2 separate regions of the Drosophila melanogaster genome follow, and region 2 is linked to region 1. A link is a contact called in public HiChIP or PLAC-seq data. All regions are on one chromosome and are shown on one strand. The core of a region is the stretch at or near the end of the contact, and the rest is flanking DNA. Distances in the headings are between cores, read along the strand shown.

Region 1 (3,253 bases), core at 343-2,842:
GCAATTAGTTCGGTATCCTAAGCTTAAGATGAGGCTCGAGTCCTCAATGGAGACGGAAGAGAAGGAACACAAAACCGGTAGCTAAATGATGAGTGCGTGTGAGTGAAAGCTAAGTGTGAAAAGACGTAGAGAACACAGGACAATGGAGAGAGCATAGGTCTGTAGGCCTGAGGATGGAGGTCCATGCCACTCAGTCGCAGATTTATATAGATGATGTACGGCAGCTACTCCAATACCCGCCCTTTGCCCATATTTTATAGTTTATCGTATGATTTTCTATGCGAATGTCATTCCTAACGCTAAAACAGAGTAATGAAAATGGACAGCGAGCTAAGAAACCAATTACAAAATGGTATAACTATTTACAATGATCTACATGCTATAATATTAATGATCTATGCCCATTGGCAAAACAGTTCTTGTTCAAGTCTATTTCAAGTGCTAATTATGTGTCATTGCAAAACTGCTTTAAATATAAAAACACATTGAATTAATCCTACCAACTTTAATTACATAAGGAACAAGTAACTTACGTAGGGATATGAAAACACTTATTGCAATACATTTCTTAAAATGATTTTGAAGAAGCCCTAGCTTATGTTTTATTTTTCTCATTTGCGGTTCGCCTTGGATCAACGAATTCAATGTTCAATATAGTTGATTTAAATATATATATGGTTTAACTAATTTTAAGTTGCAAACAAATCGAAAACATCAAACAAGAAAAGATACCAGCGAAATTTAAGAATGGAAAAATGCTACTGAATCAATACGTTTTCCCAGACAATGATCTTTTGTTATCTTAAGTAAAACTAATATTGTTTAGACCACGAGAAAATTGCCTTTTTATATAAATATACATGTATAACTTTACTCTAGTTATCGTAAGCTTATGATTTTCTCTGATTTTGTTTTGAATTACACTTTTGTGCGCAGAAAAATAAGTAGACGATAATAAAAAAAAAAACAAACGAAATGCTTACTTCTTAAATAAAACCTGTTTTTGACTTATGAGTTCTTTTTTTTTACTTTTTACGCTCGGATTTAAATAAGATATAAAAAGATATAATGTAAAAATAGCTGTATATTAGAGGCTTGGGCAAAACTTGGGCCTTACTAAAAAAAATTAATAATAATATTGTAATATTTGTGCCTGTTCGATATTCCACGTCGGCCTTTGATGTTGTGCGAATTGTGTGGAGCAAAGAAAAATTTAATAATGTCTTAATATCCAAGCAGCGATACTGATTACCAAACGAACAAGAAACAGAAATAGTTGCCTTGAAGTTTACTAGTTTTTGAATGCTATAAATTGCCTTAAATACGCCTTGCATGCCTCTTAATGTTAAACGTACTAATGTAATATTAAAAAATGAATTCAAATAAAAGGAAAAACATAAAACCCTGGCTTGAACTTGAGATATTTCATCATGTGGACAACATTTTTCATCAACGTTTTGAATTCGTTTATTTTTGGTTTGTTATTTCGGTTAGTTAGTTAGTGGCTAGTTGAATATTTATTCTGATTTTAGTGCGCGAGTGAATAATTTGTAGTTTCCAATATAAAAGGAACCAAATAAAGTTGGCAATGTGCAATACGTGTTTGTTTATATTATTTAAATTATATACAACTTACGTTTTAAATAATCGTTACGGAACTAGTTCAGTTCGCACGCTATCGATAGCTGAGAGTTCTGCCAGTGACATCGCTAACTGCGTTAGTTGCCCACCGCTATTGTTTTTCATCCTATCAACATGAGTGCCGTGAACGATCCGCTGGAACTTTTGACGAACAAGGGCACCCACGAGCCTTCTTTCCTCTCGCCGATATGGAATCCGATTGCCTGCGGTGTGGCCGGCGTGGGCGCGGCCATTTTCATCAACTGGGGCTTCCGTAAGCCCGTGTTTTCCGGTGAGTTTTCGCCCCGCTTCCATGTGACGTAACGATTGTTTTTGTCGCCTATAACTAACTAAATCGCAACGTATTCCAGGCATCCAGAAGCACATCGCCTTCGGAGCTATCGGCGTCGGCGCAGGAGCTTATTTCGATCAGAAGAGGAACGAGTACCTGGCCAAAAGGGACGCCGTCCTCCGGCACTACATCGAACTGCATCCCGACGATTTCCCGGTGAAGGGTAAGTGCGGCATGGATGCAAGCTAACCATTACTTACCGTTTTTGCCCCTTCCAGAACGCAAGACCTATGGCCAAGTGCTGGAGAGTTGGGTGCCAGTGCGCTAAGTGGATCTAAATCTTTGTTGTCAAACGAACGATGGAAGTAGTTAATAAAACAGCTTTAATTGTAAAACATATGAACACGAAAATGGAGCAAATGGATTGGGCATTCTATGGTTTTTTATTCGAAAGGAATTGCATGCATATTATGGACTTACAGCATATTGGCATAATGTTATGGTTTAAATTGATGGAATGTACCTAGGGCTTACATTTTTCGCAACTATTTAGTTTTGAAATAAATTTGTTAAGCTATGTTTTGGTTTGAGTCTCAGCTAGCGATTAGCGCACTTCTGTACCTGAAATTGGTGCGCGATACCCGGGAGTTATCGATTGCTCCAACGGTCCAAGTGCCATCTCCAGAAAGAGGCTTTGGCGAGCAAACGCTCTTTTGTCGCGGTGAAAAACGGATCGAACTTTTGGTAGGATGTGTCTGCGCAAAAAGTTTGTCCGCGAATAAATTACCATTTTTGAATAGCAGCCAGGAAGCTGAAAGAACGCGCTAAAAAATCAATAAAAAAATTCGAAATCCAACCAGCCAGAGATTGGATTTAAATATATATACACAAAAAATCTCTATGAAATAAACAACGTAATTTTAAGCCCAGTTTGTGTGCGTGTGTGCGTCTTCGTTTTACCGTTACAATTTACGAAAACCGAAATAAAGTGTAATCAGTGAAAAATAAATGCCAACACTAATAGTCAAACACAGCGAAACGAATTATTGTTAATTAATTGGCATTATAAGATTGTTTTTTTTTTCGACCCAGTAAAAGGTTAAGCAACTGAAAGTTTGGCGAAAGTTCACCGTCGGCTCAGTTCACCTGCAAATTTTCTTATCATCAGCAAACAACGATTATGGCGAAGGTAAGAAAAAGCCGAGCTCTTAATTTTATTACCAACTTATTTATTTATGAACAGATGCTGGTCTTTTCTCTTCCACGGCAAATGTTTGTCAATTTGGTTTTTATTTCATTGCTTGTGTGTGGGTGGGTGGTTCCTGCGGGTGGATACGTTTG
Region 2 (3,131 bases), core at 359-2,858, 160 kb before region 1:
ACGCCCAACACTCTTACGGGCTCTTTGTTTTTCCCCCGACCACTGGCCGGTAAACATTCACTCGTCGAATTTGTATAATTTTTTAGAAATAAAAGAAACAAACACTGGGTGGTTTTCGGGGGCGGGAAATGGATATTCCAACACTCGGCACTTATGCGGGATATTTGCAAAATAATTATATTTCCGCTCGTCCGTTTACGCTTTTATTAATATCTATTTCACAAACAATTTCCACTTTTTGTTTACACTTTGGATATTTATTTTGAATTCTACTTGATTTGCATTTTTTAGGATTTCCTTCACTTTTTCACCAAAATTAACGGCTCACTCCCTTTATGCATATGATTTGCATTGCAATTTATTCAATTTCCGTTTCCGCTTCTTTCACGCGGAACACCGAACGCACTTTGGACAAACTTGCACTAAAAATATTATGCATCAATTTTAATTTCTTCCTTCCGTTCACATTACCTGTCGTGCAGGCATAATTTAATCACTAATTCAATTTCGAATTTTAATTGCTTTGAGTTCCGCGCCAAAATCCGTTCGCAGACGACGATCAATCGATTCAGAAATTCAACCGGTAGGTGCGAAAAGTTACGTAGCCGACACGGAGTCCGGGACAAGTTGAAGCAACAAGCGTTTTTGGCCGAATGATAACAATTGCCGACTGCCAACCTTTGCGTTTGCATTTACTGCGAGCTTTTACGCAAAAGCTCTACTGCACGCATTGTTTTTCGGACGTCAGATGCGTGGGAATGGTAAGGTCGGCGCCTGATAAATGGGAAATCGAGGTGTATTCATAAGAAATTCTTCTTGAAATTAATTAGTTTTTCTCTTAAATTCAGCATGTTTAGTTAAAAGAAAGATAGACTGTAGATTAGAAGAACTTAGGCAACCCCTTTTTCATATTAACAAAAAAAGTAAATGGTCGAAACTCTACTAACACTATTCTAACAATAAGAATTTAAATTTTCCCGCCATTGGGTGTAACTAAAAATCGAGTATGGCAATGCTGCAGCTTAGTGGTGGGTTTTGGTGCATCGATAAATGTGCTAACGCCTTTTTTTTTTTGAATGTTTGGTGTAAGTTGCCAGATGGTAAACGCAGAAAAACGTTTTATTTCAAATTCTGAAGTTGATGAAAAGACAATTCTAAGAAAATAGCACAGCATTTAGGTGATTTTGGCAAACAAAGTATATACGCATTATTTACTTCAAACATTGTGGCGGGCAGCTACCAGATGAGCACTGTCATAGTCATAAAAAAAAACTGGTTTGACTGGTTTTTCGTCGTTCTTTGTTTGACTGCGACTTGTAATTGCACACTGGCGGGCAGGAAAACAAAGGAGTTGGGATGGGAAAACCTCCCCGCATCAGGAGTTCAAAAAAAAACAAAAAGAGCAGTGAAAACACGAGCTAGAAGAAAAAAACACCCCCGCAGAAGAGAGAGTCGTAAACAAAAACCATGGGCGTCGCTCTGCGAGGGGTTTCGCTTGTCATTGGAAAGACAGCTGATTGCGGCGCTCTCGCGCTCTCCCCTCGTTATCTGTGAGAACTAATACTAATCAGCGCAGTTCATATTTTCAACTTTCCTGAATTCATTTTCATTCCGTGCCATGCCAACGGCCGCTAAAGATCGCGCTGTTCTTCGGTTCTACACAAGATATAGCCATCTATATAATTACGCGCGGTAATTCTCAGTCCAGTAGCAGTACTGTGTGTGCGTGTGTGAAGTGTGTGAGCTGCACTTGGCGGCTTATCAGTTGTTGCATTGCCACAGTGATAATCGCTCGGAATCGAACTGAATATTTTTGTGGTTTGCCTTTGGTAGCCTTTGGCCCCCATCACCCCTACACCCGTCGCAGCCAACACCCATGTCCCTGATAAGCCGCAAAATGCCTCAGAACCTGATATACTTTTTAGTGAGCACTACATACTAAACACTTAGTTAGGCTGTCTACTACCAATCGCGAAAGACGTGGAAATGAAGGAGGGCCCAATAAGTCGGCGGCTAGGTTAACACACATACACTCGCAGATAAATCAGCTGCTTTTTGGGGAGCAGGGCATGAAAATAGGGCCTAGTGCGATTAAAAGTGCGTCTCACTTACTCAAAACAAAGGCTAAAGAGAGCGACGTGCTAAATTATACATAAATACACACGATTTGCATCATAAAGAAGAAGATCGAGTGCATTTGCGAGCGCTACACAGCAAAACCAAAACAAGGGGCATATCGACTTTTGGAGTCACTTCGAAGCCACATAATATATTGTGCATTTGGTAAAAAAGGAATAGAATTATAGAGCTAAAATTAATATATAAAAGAAATATTGTCTTTACAATATATTGTAATTCCATGAAAAGTATTCATAGGCCGGACCGCATTTGCTGTAGCGCAATAATCTGGTGTCTTCCCTCCTCCTCCCCCGCAGAGCACGTTCTTTGTGAGCGGCGACTCTACGTGTGGCAATAACAACAAACATTGTTTATGCCAGTGGCGTAGAAAGGGGGTTTTGAGAAAATGTAGATACTGTAATTTGTCGTATGTGTTTACTATGCCCGCATGTCTTCAGATACACAAATAATTTCAAAATTTAACTCCAACCCCCTTGAATAGGTTTTAAGTCCGCCCCTGTGTGATACTCTCTCGTTTTACATGTGAGACCATGTGTGTTGGTGCGCTATTCTTGTTTTGGGGCATGGTCTGATTAGCAACAGGCGACCGAGTGTTCTCCGCCGTTCGAATTTTTATTAAATGGGTTGTCTGCCGGTCTCCCAGAGCCCTGCCCCCTTTAAGCCCCCCTCCCCAACGCCCTTGGCATAGGATAGAATGCGAATGAACTCACGCACACATAGACACGCGGAGAGCGAAATTAAAATTCAAATGAGCAACAGGCACGCACACACTCAAACACCGCGAAATACAAAATATTATTTATTCAAATTTCTTGACGCGCCTCAAAAATTAACGCAAAAAGCAGGCCTACGACGAACAAACGGAAAGCGCAAATTAAATGGAGAACGCAAGCTAAAACAATATAAGAGATAACTAAAAGTGAAACCGAAGTAACAAAAGTGCTAGACAACATATAGAAATCTAGAAATCTTGAAATCACGACATGTCCAGT

What was found. HiChIP or PLAC-seq counts read pairs in DNA pulled down with a chosen protein or histone mark.
Region 2: a POLR2A S2P HiChIP or PLAC-seq map of the Kc167 cell line shows a contact between it and region 1, with 4 times the contacts expected there. The contact joins the promoter of CG9663 here to the promoter of ND-B14.5B in region 1. A contact is called at or near these places in 1 of 107 Hi-C or Micro-C datasets (the Kc167 cell line) and 1 of 6 datasets of contacts at active chromatin or transcription factors (the Kc167 cell line).

The regions. Positions count from the first base shown.
Region 1 is chr2L:3,144,187-3,147,439 of dm6, reverse strand. It overlaps ND-B14.5B (NADH dehydrogenase (ubiquinone) B14.5 B subunit), which reads left to right and starts at 1,592. Exons shown (of 3, transcript NM_001273062.1): 1 at 1,592-1,912; 2 at 1,992-2,135; 3 at 2,191-2,487. The coding sequence starts at 1,756. The coding sequence ends at 2,240. It overlaps toc (toucan), which reads left to right and starts at 2,654. Exons shown (of 11, transcript NM_057805.3): 1 at 2,654-3,101. The coding sequence starts at 3,093. It overlaps Mad (Mothers against dpp), which reads left to right. Exons shown (of 4, transcript NM_057669.3): 4 at 1-988. The coding sequence ends at 21.
Region 2 is chr2L:3,301,607-3,304,737 of dm6, reverse strand. CG9663 reads left to right here and starts at 1,608. Exons shown (of 8, transcript NM_134916.4): 1 at 1,608-1,692; 2 at 2,985-3,131. The coding sequence starts at 3,123. CG3277 reads right to left here and starts at 638. Exons shown (of 15, transcript NM_134918.4): 1 at 1-638.